2 separate regions of the Zea mays genome follow, and region 1 is linked to region 2. The links are chromatin contacts, called in public Hi-C maps. All regions are on one chromosome and are shown on one strand. Each heading gives the region's core, a stretch centred on a gene start, on an enhancer-like site or on the middle of the called end of the contact. The rest is flanking DNA. Distances are from core to core; before and after follow the strand shown. Region 1 has its middle 91 kb from the start of LOC103650282. Region 2 holds the start of LOC100191874.

Region 1 (6,346 bases), core at 338-2,837, 510 kb before region 2:
CGGCTTAGTCCCACATCGGCTAGCCAAGGGGGCCGTGGGCAGCTTAAAAGGGAGAGTCTCCCTCCTCTCATCAGCCTGGCTTTTGGGATGTGAGTGGTGGACTCTCTTGGCTGGGCCGGCCCACGAGCGCATGAACGCCCGAAGCTGTCGAGTGTGGGCTGGGTCGGGGGTTGGACGCTAACATCTGGTATCAGAGCCCGGTTTGGCCCATGCCTGCTTTGGGGGGCTTCCCAAGGGGGGTGGGATGTCAGGGGCTGGTAGTCAACGCCCCGGCTTTAGTCCCACATCGGCTAGCCAAGGGGGCCGTGGGCAGCTTATAAGGGAGAGTCCCCCTCCTCCCATCAGCCTGGCTTTTGGGATGTGAGTGGTGGGCTCTCTTGGTTAGGCCGGCCCACGAGCGCATGAACGCTCGAAGCTGTCGAGTGTGGGCTGGGCCGGGGGTTGGACGCTGACATCTGGTATCGGAGTCTGGTTGGCCCATGCCTGCCTTGGGGGGCTTCCCAAGGGGGGTGGGATGTCAGGGGCCGGTAGTTAGTGCCCCGGCTTTAGTACCACATCGGCTAGCCAAGGGGGCCGTGGGCAGCTTATAAGGGAGAGTCCCCTCCTCTCATCAGCCTGGCTTTTGGGATGTGAGTGGTGGGCTCTCTTGGCTAGGCCGGCCCACGAGCGCATGAACGCTCGAAGCTGTCGAGTGTGGGCTGGGCCGGGGGTTGGACGCTGACATCTGGTATCAGAGCCCGGTTTGGCCCATGCCTGCCTTGGGGGGCTTCCCAAGGGGGGTGGGATGTCAGGGGCTGGTAGTCAGCGCCCCGGCTTAGTCCCACATCGGCTAGCCAAGGGGGCCGTGGGCAGCTTAAAAGGGAGAGTCTCCCTCCTCTCATCAGCCTGGCTTTTGGGATGTGAGTGGTGGGCTCTCTTGGCTGGGCCGGCCCACGAGCGCATGAACGCCCGAAGCTGTCGAGTGTGAGCTGGGCCGGGGGTTGGACGCTGACATCCTCCTCCTGCTAGCCACGCGTTCCGAGCTTCTCCCAGCCATGGAGATCCCGGCCATGCAGCTCGCCCAGGACGGCCTCGGTCCTGCCCTCTGCTTCAGCTCCTCCCAGCCAGAGCGTCTTCCTCCCTGCGCGCCGTGAAATCCCTGCGCGCCACGGTTCCCAGCTCCCTCTGCTTACACATGGCGCTCGGATCTTCATCGGCCATGGTGCCTCGTCCTCGCCGCGTCCGAGCGTTCTGCTCACTGGCGTCGCGAGCCCAGCAGGAGCTCCCTCAGCTCGCCACGCTCTGCCGAGGCCCCTGCTCGACAGCGCGTTCTCCCAGCGTCGCATCCCCCTGCTTCTCTCCCTACTGCGTGCGCTCGAGCGCCCTGCGCTCTGCTCACTCGGCCCCTTGCTCGTTCCATGGCGCGCAGCCGCGTCCTCGAGCTCGGCTTCGAGCTCACCCAGCCCCTGCTTTGTTTTTTCCACGGCCGAGTCTCTTTTTCCTTGTTGACCGTGCAAGTCTCCTGATCGTGGGCAGCTCTGGCCCAGGCCCCTGCCGTGCCCGGGATATGGCGCGTTCCTATGCCCGGTCTTCGTCTCTGTCGCGCCGATCTGCGCTCGTCCGTGGCCGTCGAACCCGTCCAGCTCCTTGCTCGCCATGGCCCTGGTCATCGCATCATTGTGCGCAGCGGAAACGTGGTGGGCATTGGTCGCGGGCATGGCAGAGCGACGCGAGATCTGGGCACGCCGTCGTTTCTTTATGCCCAGCGTCGTGCCTTTTGTGCCCGTCATTCATTTCCTATTCACCACAACGCCGTCATCCCCTGCCGTGCCCTAGATGTTGTGCTCATTGTAGTCGGCATCGTCGACCGTCAATTCCATCAATAGCCACGTTCATTCGTTATTGTTTCGTACTCCGCCTCAAAGAAATCTAGGGAATGTGGGTAAAAAAAAAGCGAACTCCATCAGTTACTTCCATGGTGTGCTGAGACATGTTTTCACCGGATATCATCGTCAATCTCACGAATTCAAATCGGGTTTAGGTAACGATAAGCCGATTTATTGTTTCAGATAGTGTTTGATTGATGATTTGGATATATTAATTATGTCGGTCCTTTTGCTCATAGCATATGTGTATTGTGATAGTAGATATAATATTTATTAGGATACCCGAGTCGCTTGCAGCGATTTGGTCAAAGTCGGGTAGTGAATTGCCAGTTTGAGATGTAGGTTATGGAAATAGAGCTTCGGTAAGTATACTTGACGAGTATATTTAAACTATTTAAGTTAGTTTTAAGTATGGTTATGGCCGATTGTGGTTAGCATCATCGACCTATATCTTATGCATTTTAATTCATAACGTGGAAGCGTATGTCTAGTATAATTGAATTGATCTGATGTTGTGGTGTGTTTGTGTGCAATGGTGAATTAATCACATTGTGTAATGATCGTCGATGGGTAGGAGGTGTATATGTTAAATATAATTAAATAGGTTCCACGTATGTACTTGATGAGTAGTGGTCTTACCTATTGGTAAAATGTTCTGTTCATACGGTAATAGGATGAAGTTAGTATTTTGTAGAATGCTCGCGTTCTATTTATATTATGTCTGGTTATGTTGGTACATACATAAAAATTAGGTTGTCGTGATTATGATGATGACTTAATCGTAATATCTGGTGTTATTATTCCTTATATGTATTCATGTGCATAATGCATTTCAATTAGGTACGATGATTATTCACGTGATGCGGAAGACGTCCCAGTCGACCCAGGATAATGAGAGTGGGCATCTCCACAAGACGATGTCATCAGTCAGATGAACCTAAAGATGGATAATCTGACGAATGTCAAGACAAAGGATGGTCGGCAAGTGATCGACGTCTAACAACACTAACCTAGTGTTATCCAGGCAAGCCCCGTTGCATTTGCCACCTCCTTGCTATTTTAAAACCTTTATCACCTTGTTTGATGCATTAGGTGATAGGAGTTGTGTGCTAAACCATTGATGCATTTCCTTCCTTTGAAAATTGATTACCCTTCCTTGATACCCTTTTATGAAAAGGATTTTTTATGCTTAGCCTTGCTTTAGAAAAACAAAATGTTTTGTTTTTAGAACAAAAGTGATGCTACAGATTGGATGGGAATTTTTCAAAAATAAAACTTGATGGTGAATCCATCATGGCCATGATAGATTCAACATCGGAAAAGATGTACCTCTGCCAGGTACCAAACTTTGGGTTTAATTAATAAAGCTGAGTTCAGGCAGGTGACTTGCACGAGAAAGGAGTCTCGGTGTAGTGTCTCCGTCTGAGTCGTTTAAGGACCGTACCGATTGTTGGCCTGCTGATCTAGGACCTTTTATCTGGCCACATACCTCGTCATGGGTAAACCTGAACCCGGCTATTCCATACATGAAAAGACAATCGCGTACTGGGAGTGGAGAGATGGCGAGAGTGACATGTACCCTCCTGGCAACGGACCGCCTAAAAGGGGTGGTGTGCTCTCGGGTGGCGCGGACCTGTTCATGTGGTGGAGGATCCGTGAGAATGGTAGACATGTGCAAAAGAGTTAAGGGAAGCATGTGTTGTGTGGTTGGAGATCCCCAGCTGGTTATTAATCGATTCGGATCGCCAAACTTCTCGGATATGAAGACTGGATCTTCGACCCTCATCGTAGATAACAAGCGAAACAAGAGTTGGATTTTAAAAGAAAGCTAGTGTAGGACAAGTGAATGCTCTAGATTAGGCAAATCTAGATTTAGGAAAAGTACTTAATTTGTGATGTAAAATTTTGGTTTAAGGACCCACTTCTAGTAAGCTTTTCTACAAAAAGAGTCTTTGAAAATTGATGAGCTTTACCTTGAATCCCTCTAGCCAGGATATCCTTGAGAGTCTTTTCTTTAGTCGGGTAAGTCTTGCTGAGTACTTGCGTACTTAGGGTTCTACCCATTGTTGCTGCAGATTACGAGTCACTTGATTGTGATTGGTGTTAGGCGCCGGTGGGCACGACCTTCTTATAAGTCTAAGTAACCCTTCTAAACTTCTTATTGAGGATTGTCCCTGAGCTAGCATATATTTCAAACTTATAAATAATTTATAACATTTGAAAGTTATCACTTTGAACCACTTTTGTAACCACTCCGATAAATATAATTGTCGGCGTTTCAGACCCGGGGGGTCCGTAAGCCAACCAGTAAATTTGTCGCTGCGTGCCCCTGCCCAGATGGGTTGGCGCAAGATGGAACACAAGAGGAAAACGCGACTCGTGTTATCTCGCACCAGGGGGTGCTATTAGTAGGGGTTACAAGCGTTCGCGAGAGAGAGAGAGAGTAAGCCTGTTCGTTTGCTCGTCCCTCCGCGCGACCCTCCCGCATGAAGGCCCTGGACCTCCCTTTTATAGATGCAAGGAGAGGGTCCAGGTGTACAATGGGGGGTGTAGCTTATGCGCTAACGTGTCTGGCAGAGAGGTGCCTGAGCCCTGTGTGCATGCCAACGTGGCTGTCGGAGAGGTGCTAGAGCCCTGTGTATGCGATAACATGGCCGTCGGAGAAGGGCATGAGCCCTGTAGAAGCACAGCTGGCGGTGCTGCTGGGATCCTGCTGACGTCTCCTTGCTTCCGTAGGGGGCTGAGAACCACCGTCGTCATGGACGCACGCGGGGAGCCATCATTACCTGTTACCGGAACGAGCCAGATGGGACGCCGATCTTGTTCTCTTGTAGCCTGAGCTAGCTAGGGGTAGGGTAATGATGTATCCTCTGTGGCGTGGTCGGTCCGAGCCCAAGGTCGGGCGAGGCGGAGACTTCTCCTGAGGCCGTGGCTGGGGTCGGGCGAGGACGCGATTCCTCCCGAGGCCGAGGCTGAGGCCGAGTCTTGGGGTCGGGCGAGGCGGAGACCTCCTCCCGAGGCCGAGGCCTGAGGTCGGGCGAGGCGGAGCTTCCTGTTGCGCCCGATGCTGAACTTGCTGCTGTCAGCCTTGCTCGGGTGGCTGGCACAGCAGTCGGAGCGGGGTGAGCGACGCTGTTTTCCTGTCAGATCGGTCAGTGAAAGGGCGAAGTGACTGCGGTCACTTCGACCTTGCCGACTGAGGCGCGTGTGTCAGGATAAGGTGTCAGGCGATCCTCGCATTGAATGCGCCTGCGATACGGTCGGTTGGTGAGGCGATTTGGCCAAGGTTGCTTCTCGACGAAGCCTGCCCGAGCTGGGCCTCGGGCGAGCCGAGGGTGCGCCCACTGCCTGAGGAGGCCCTCGGGCGAGGCGTGAATTCGTCCGGGACTACTGTTCCTGCCCGAGGCCGGGCTCGGGCGAAGCGAGATTGCGTCCCTTTGTAGACGAGGCCTTGACCTGAACCGTGCCCATCAGTCTTTGCAGTTTGTGCTGAGGGTGGTTACTAGCCGTGTTTAGGAGTGTTGGGGGTACCCCTAATTACGGTACCCGACAGTAGCCCCCGAGCCTCAAAGGGAGTGTTGGTACTCGCTTGGAGGCTTTGCCGCACTTTTTTGCGAGGGGACCGACCTTCCTCGATTATACTTTGTTCCGGTGGGTGCGCGCGAGCGCACCCGCCGGGTGTAGCCCCCGAGGCCTCGGAGGAGTGGTTTGACTCCTCTAAGGTCTTAATGCTTTTCGTGATGCTTCGATCGGCCTTGTTGCTCCCTTATGCGGCCTGGCCGTAGCCCGGGTGCATGGTCAGGTTCCGAGTTTTTAGGCTGGTTTGTGCCGGGTTGCGAGAGCAGCCCCCGACCCTCTACACGGAGCGAGAGGACGATCAAGGATTGTCTCAACTTTTATTATACGCCCCTTCGTCGCCTTTCCACAAGGAGGAAGGGGGGAAAGCGCCATGTTGCCCTCGGAGGGCACCGAACATGGTGTCTCCAGTGAGTTGCTAACGGGTGATCCGAGTGGATGCCCGTGCCCCGTTCGATAAGGGCCCAGAGGCGCGCTCCAAAAGTACCTGCAGGTGATCTGCCGGACCTAGACCTATTCGATAGGGTCTGAGGGCTCGATGCCTCCCTCTGCTGGGATTCCGTTACAAAATCGCTCCTGCTGGTCTTGGAAGTGTCCTAGGGTACCTCGGGAGCGTAGCTCGAGCCTCGGCCATGTAACGGACGTACCAAGAGTCATCCCTCACTCTGCGTGCTCTGGGGCGGCTGTCGAACCCTTCCGAGGGGCCAGCCTTCGAACCCCTGATCAGTAAAGGGCGCGGAGCCCGAGTGCTCTGGGGCTGCTGTAGAACCCTTTCGAGGGGCCAGCCTTCGAACCCCTGATCAGTAGGAGGGCTCGGGGGCCCATTTCCTTCGCCGAGAATGATCCTTTCCGAAATATCCCCTTTCCCGATCCCTGTAGTAAGAGAGAGAAAGAGGAAGAGGAAA
Region 2 (6,251 bases), core at 727-3,226:
GGGAAAGAGGGGGAGCGGCAATGGTGGCAGCTCACGTTAACATGGGGACGTATTCTTGGCTAAGGTACCTCACCCGGAGGGCCTCCACACCGTCTTTAGAAACCTTAGCAGGTTGCTTAGCATTAAGAGTATTCTATGAAAGCCTCATAGTGGATCCCTAGCCACTCACCTCGGAAGTGTTTACGGGTTTTGGCCGACCCAGGCTAGAGGGGATACACGGCTTGTGGGTAAAGTTGTACCAGCTCTGCAGAGTGTAAAACTGATAAATCAGCCGTGCTCACGGTTATGAGCATCCTGGACTCCTCACATGATAATTGAACTTGAAGATGGAAATAAATCGAGATCCGATGATCTGCCAATGGTTTGCTTAAGTGGTTTCACTTAAGTGTTTTTGACATACTCTTATACCTTTGTTTAATGGGAATACTTGGGATTCACACTTATTAGTAAGTCAAGTGTTGTTAATAAAATGTTGACCAACTAAAATGCTAACCGCATTTAACTTTAGCCTTACCTTGTTACCTTGCATTTTGATGTCCATGTTTCGCTGTACTTTGATGAATAAAGGTTAAGACATTATGTCTGTTCAAAGTGTAATATGTTAATATAATCGTTATTTACGCTTTTATGCATTGTTCTTTTGATATATTACACTTGTGGCATCAACATATGTGTGGAAATAGATCCTGGCACACATATGCTATGCACCCGGCTCTGCCCCTTAGAAACGGGTGTGACACTACCAGTGGCGGAGGTGGAGTCGGATGGCTTCGTATCTACAAAAAAACATATTACTTTCAATAAAAATTTCGGCAGCACCTCCCCTATATGGTGAGGTTTCTAAAACCTGAAGAGAAACGAACAACACGATGGGTGACATACACATTCACTTATCTAACTAGTGGTATGTAACTAAGTACACAAACTAACTAGCAACTTTGTACTAAAGTAAACAAAACTAAACTAAACATATTAAACAAAAATAAACTAACTATACTAAACTAATCAAAACTAAACTAACTAAGTCCACAAACAAGTACAAAAACTAACTAGCAAGTTTGTATGAAAGTAAACCAAACTAAAATATATACTAAACAAACTAAATAACTACACAAAACTAAACTAAATATACTAAACTTAATAACTAAAGTAAACTAAAATATATACTAAACTAACCTAGAGTAAAATTTGTAACTAAACTAACATTTATACTTAACTAAACCTAGAGTAAAGTTTGTACTAACCTAAACTAAACCTAGGCGTGCGACATTGACCTCAAGGAGACGAAGGTGCGACAACAAGGCAAGGCGACGTTGGCGAGGCGATGGCGTGCTTCCGGACCGATGACGTCGCACGTGACGGTCGCGTGGAGGCTCGTGGCAGCGCGGCGCTCGAGGGCGACGACGCGGGTGCTCGGGGCGGCGGCTCATCACGACGCTCGAGGCTGGCGTCGGAGCGGGGATCGGGGCGAGGCCTGCGGTGGTGAAGCACAAAGATTGGGCGGTAGCAGTGAGTGAGCGAAGGTGAGGGAGAGAATGGGAAGGAGGAGCTCAGTCCGAGCCTAAATCCTAGCCTCGCGCCAAGTTTTATGATGCCGAGCTAGGGGACCACGATGGTGTTGCGTTAGCATTATCCGCCAGCGCGACACGTACCTCGGTGCCACAGACTATGACGCTGAGACGTGATACCTCAACGCCACGGGCTGTGGCGACGAGCAAAAGGTCCAAAAACAATATTAATTCGTCCAGAAATCTAAACGCGATTTTTTAAAAAAAACTAAAATACAAAATATCCGGACATGGACACAACCTACTCGACCGAACAGCGGGCATATGGGCCAAAGCCCACCTGGCAGAGATCATGAGGGGGAAGGCCCGTCTAGCCCAGCCCAGCCAAGCCCATCCCATCCCCACGAGGACAAAGCAGAGCAAGGTCCTCCGGGCCCCCATAGCGTCCCGCAACCCTCCGGGCCCGGCGACACAAGGCAAGGAAAAAAAAGGATGGCTCTCCGGCGCAACGCCGGATCCCTCGCGCTCCGCGCCGCCGCCTACCTCCGCCGCCACCGTCCCCATCCTCCTCCCCCACTGGCCCTCGCCGCCCCCGCTCCCACTCCCATACGCTCCCCGCTGGCCCCGCCTTTCCGGCACTTCGCTGCTCCGCCTGGTACTCAGGTAGGCACCCCTCTTCGCTGCTGCCTCCGTTCACCCCGCCTTCCCTGCCGCGCTGCCTCGTGACCGTGGGCTTTGTGGTGACCCGTTCCGTCCCGTTTCGGTTTTGAAGACCAATAGGAAGCGAGGCAAGGAGGAGGACGATGCCAGCGCGGGCCCGCGCATGAACAACGCCATCGCCGCTCCCTTCGTCAGGCTCGTCATGGATGAAGGCCACAACATTCTCCCCCGGCATGAAGCCTTGCAGCTTGCGATCAGGATGGACATGGACTTGGTTGAGGTACACTGTCTTCCATTCCATATGCTTATCTTGGATTCATTTTTCTTTTCCCTAACCATAGGTTACATATCGTTATGACACTGTTTGAGTAATTTGATCCCTGCAGTTGCAGCCAATTGATGTTGCTTATAGTAGTACCAAATATTAGATACTGTGACATTACAGACATCGTGTTACTTATACGTACCCACTTCACATAATAAGCATGTAGTGCTGATGTATATCACACAAGAAATAAAAAGTTTGCTTGTAAAAGTAGAACACATTACACACATGCCTTTTGGTGTGATAGTCTTGTAAAATTATGTAAATGTGGATGACAAACTAGGCTCGTCACAGGTCCATATTATACAGTAGCGACCCGACAACAACCATGTGCCAGATTACAGAAAACAATTAGCAGCTTAAAGTACAAGTCAAGGAACTAACAAGAATATCTCTATTTTCTATACACAACTTTAGAAGAGTACTAACTTGCTGATAGCTGTGGTGATGCATACCATAAAGAAGATATATATACCATACAGGAGATATGCACATACTTATCTAACAAGCCTTCATGTAGGTTTTCTTTTCTTGTGAGCCTCTCCACATTTGCGGGGGAAGGCTCGCCTCAATTTATCCCTTCTCCAGACCATAATTTTCAGATCGCCTGATCGCATGATCGATCCCACTGGGCGATTAGGCGTCGATCAAGGCGATTAGTCGCCCCTGATCGACCCTAATCGCCCCCCTGGCCGTCCTGTGTATTCCAGGATAGTCATATATATAACACTATATATAGTATATACTATAGAGACTTGCAGTAGTATAAATAGTCCAATATTCAATACTTGAATAGTCCAAAACAGCAGTACATCCAGCTTACTAGATCAGTACAGCAGCAACAAGTTTATTCAATACTTGAATAGTTCATAATAGCACAGCATCAACAAGTTTATATGAAACCGCAAGTCTACAACTTACTAGATCAGTAGACCATGACCAAGAAGGCTTCAGATGAGGAGCTCATCTCCAGTCCCTATGTTCTCTTTTCTCCCAGGCGATGTAGAGAGAAAGGTGTTGCCGTGTTGGAGCCTTGGAGGGAGAGAGAAGGGTGAAAGGAGAGGGAAGGGAGCTGGGAAGAGAGAAGGGTGTTTTTTGATTTTCTCCCAGCCGTCAGGGAAAATGAAAAGATAGGTAGAGCTAGGGGGCTAGCTCTATTAATCATGGGCAGTCAGTCAAACAGACTGTTGGACTACCCGAGCACAAACTGGACTGTTGGGGCCAGTCTAGACTGTTGGACTACCTCTATTAATCGCAACTGATCGGCTCGTAGGCGATTAATCATTCCATATCGTCACCTAATCGGACGATATGGACAATCAGTAACACTAATCGAGTCAAATGCCCTAATCGAGCACAGAGAAACGATCAGCCTGACTAATCGTGATTAGTCGGATGATCTGAAAACAATGCTCCAGACCAAATCCATGTTGGAACTACCCTTGTGCTTTTGGGTGCTTGGTGTAGTAGTGACTGGCAGGAGCTGTCTCAATGAGTCACCACTCACCAGATCACGGCTTCGTGGTAGGCTCTCCGCATTTGCATGGGGAAAGACTTGCCTCAGTTTATCTCTTCCCCAGATCCCGCTCATGTGGGAGCCTCCGGCAGTGGGTCTGCCATGTGCTTTTGGATGCGATGTGGGATATTGACAGATATCGGATGAAATGCATTCTAGGAAGACCGCTTTCCTTGTATTTCTCCAAATGAATGTCCTGTCATTGTCAATCTAGAAGCGAAACAAGCTTGCTAGTGTCTTCTTATTATACTTACTAGGTATATGCCCGTGCGTTGCCACGAGGCGAAGGAGCGGGTGGATCGGCGCCTAGACTACAAATATAATTATTGTTTATTTCTAAACACTAAGGTAGGTGTGGTCTCGTGGTTAGCCCCAAATTTCTATAGCAAGTGGCGTGGGTTCAAGTGCTCGCTTTGCACTATTTTTTGCGCGCGCTACGCGGGCGCTGGACATGAGGGGTGAAGCTGTGGTATCATGATGACATGACCTACAATTTAACTCTCAGTTTAGTATCATGATATCATGAACTATAATTTAACTCTAATCTAGCCACACTAAAATTTGGTGTGATGCATTGAAAGTGAAGGCATGAGGGGAGGGAAAAGAGGCAGTAGGGCGAAAGGGTGACGGTGGATGAGACGCGCGGAGGGCTATCATCTTTATCCACAACGGTTTGCGCAGAGGCGGGGCTAGGGAAGTGGAGCGTTCGTGGACTGTTCACTTCATATTAAAGTCAGACTGCTGTAGTTATAATCTATAGAGACAAAACACTATATAAATAGTAGAAAAGTCGTTTCGGATTAAAGACAAGCGAACAGCTTGTCGTCTTTCATGGACGGTAAGAGTCTGGAGCATCTTCCTCATTGAAATTTTCTCTTCTTTTTGTAATCAGTTCAGTTCGTAGGTTAATGGACTGGGTAAGATTATTAGTGCTTTGTCATGTTATTTAGATTCTAGAATACCAATATACATACATGTATGAAAATTACCCAATGCCACCATTAGTGCAAACCCATCGTCCAAGCTTGTCAGATCAACCAGGCTAGTAACCTCACCAAGCTAGTAGCTTTGCTCCAACCAACCATGAGAGTTTGTAGCACATAAGTGCATGTCTGACCGACTGAATCTATATCCTTTGGCTCATGCAAGAGTTAGTGGCAGTGGCAACTTCAGTTTCCATCAAAACACCCTTCCAACCATCAATTTTCCTTGCATACATGTCTACCCGATGCACCTCCATGTCCACTCCCTGCAGCTTCTTCCACTCGGCAGGGTCGGACCGTTCTTGGTGACCTGCTTGGGTAAAGTGGCTCCATGTCTTATTAATCATAGCCAATCTAAAAAATCACAACCCCGCAACATATTAGCAGAAATGAAAATATTACAAGATGTCATCAGTCTTCAACAACTACTTCTAGAGGAGAGTCACCACAATATACAGTTTAAACAATATTAGTAGGAACAAAAACTCATGATCCAGTGAATCAAACGTCATCAAGCAATCTGTAGAAATGCTCAGACTAATCCAAAGCTCCCTCCGACCCTAAACGTGGGGAGGCAAGGAACATGTTCGACCTTCTGGTGTTTATTTTAACCTTCATCAAGCCTTCAAATTTGAATGTGCAAAGATCTGCTGGTAACTGCTAGCAAGAGAGTGCCGATAAATGTCTTGGTGCAGGCATGGATTCCTATGTATCTAAGCCTGTGAACTTCCAGAATACAAGAGAATGTCGCGGCGGTATTTGATGTCTCAATGACATTTCAATAATTTAGTTCACAAGTATTGCATAATTTAGTAGTAAAAATTACCAGTGCTTGGTAGCCTATCAAAAGGGCCAAAATCATTGCGCCCAAAATCGTTTGATATTAAAAAATGAGCCATGCTTGAGCCTAATATTTGAACATATGCCCCCTTTGTTGAGAAATAACGGTATGGAGTAAGAGTTATCCCTTTTGGAATTATTGAGGTAAGACATAATGTTGATGCATTTAACATGATCCCTGATTATGTCTGGAGGCGATATTGCTCACTAACCAACAAAGGGGCACGAAGGATCTACTTTGCATATTGTGGTTGAGCACAATGTCAATACATTCTTTTAGTATAACATTGAGTAGTAAATGTTATTAAGGCTATGAACTCATGAATCATTTTTCAGAACCTGGAAAATACATTACCAAACCTAGAACAAACAATTCCCTCATCGTTATTTCATGGAAATGCGACCAGGTAGCGACTTGC

Evidence for each region. A called contact is a pair of places that touch in the nucleus more often than the background predicts.
Region 1: a Hi-C map of ear shows a contact between it and region 2, with 4 times the contacts expected there. The contact joins the enhancer-like site here to the promoter of LOC100191874 in region 2. A contact is called at or near these places in 6 of 25 Hi-C or Micro-C datasets (bundle sheath, ear, leaf and 1 more).

Annotation. Positions count from the first base shown.
Region 1 is chr3:110,171,897-110,178,242 of Zm-B73-REFERENCE-NAM-5.0, reverse strand. No RefSeq gene overlaps it. Among protein-coding and RNA genes, the nearest start is that of LOC103650282, 91 kb to the left of the region's middle. Within about 2 kb of position 1,587, at least 3 of the 20 cell types and tissues checked have an H3K27ac peak or open chromatin away from gene starts, as enhancers often do. A contact at or near this core is called in ear, where this site is marked.
Region 2 is chr3:109,664,353-109,670,603 of Zm-B73-REFERENCE-NAM-5.0, reverse strand. LOC100191874 reads left to right here and starts at 1,976. Exons shown (of 7, transcript NM_001137298.1): 1 at 1,976-2,171; 2 at 2,281-2,448. The coding sequence starts at 2,001.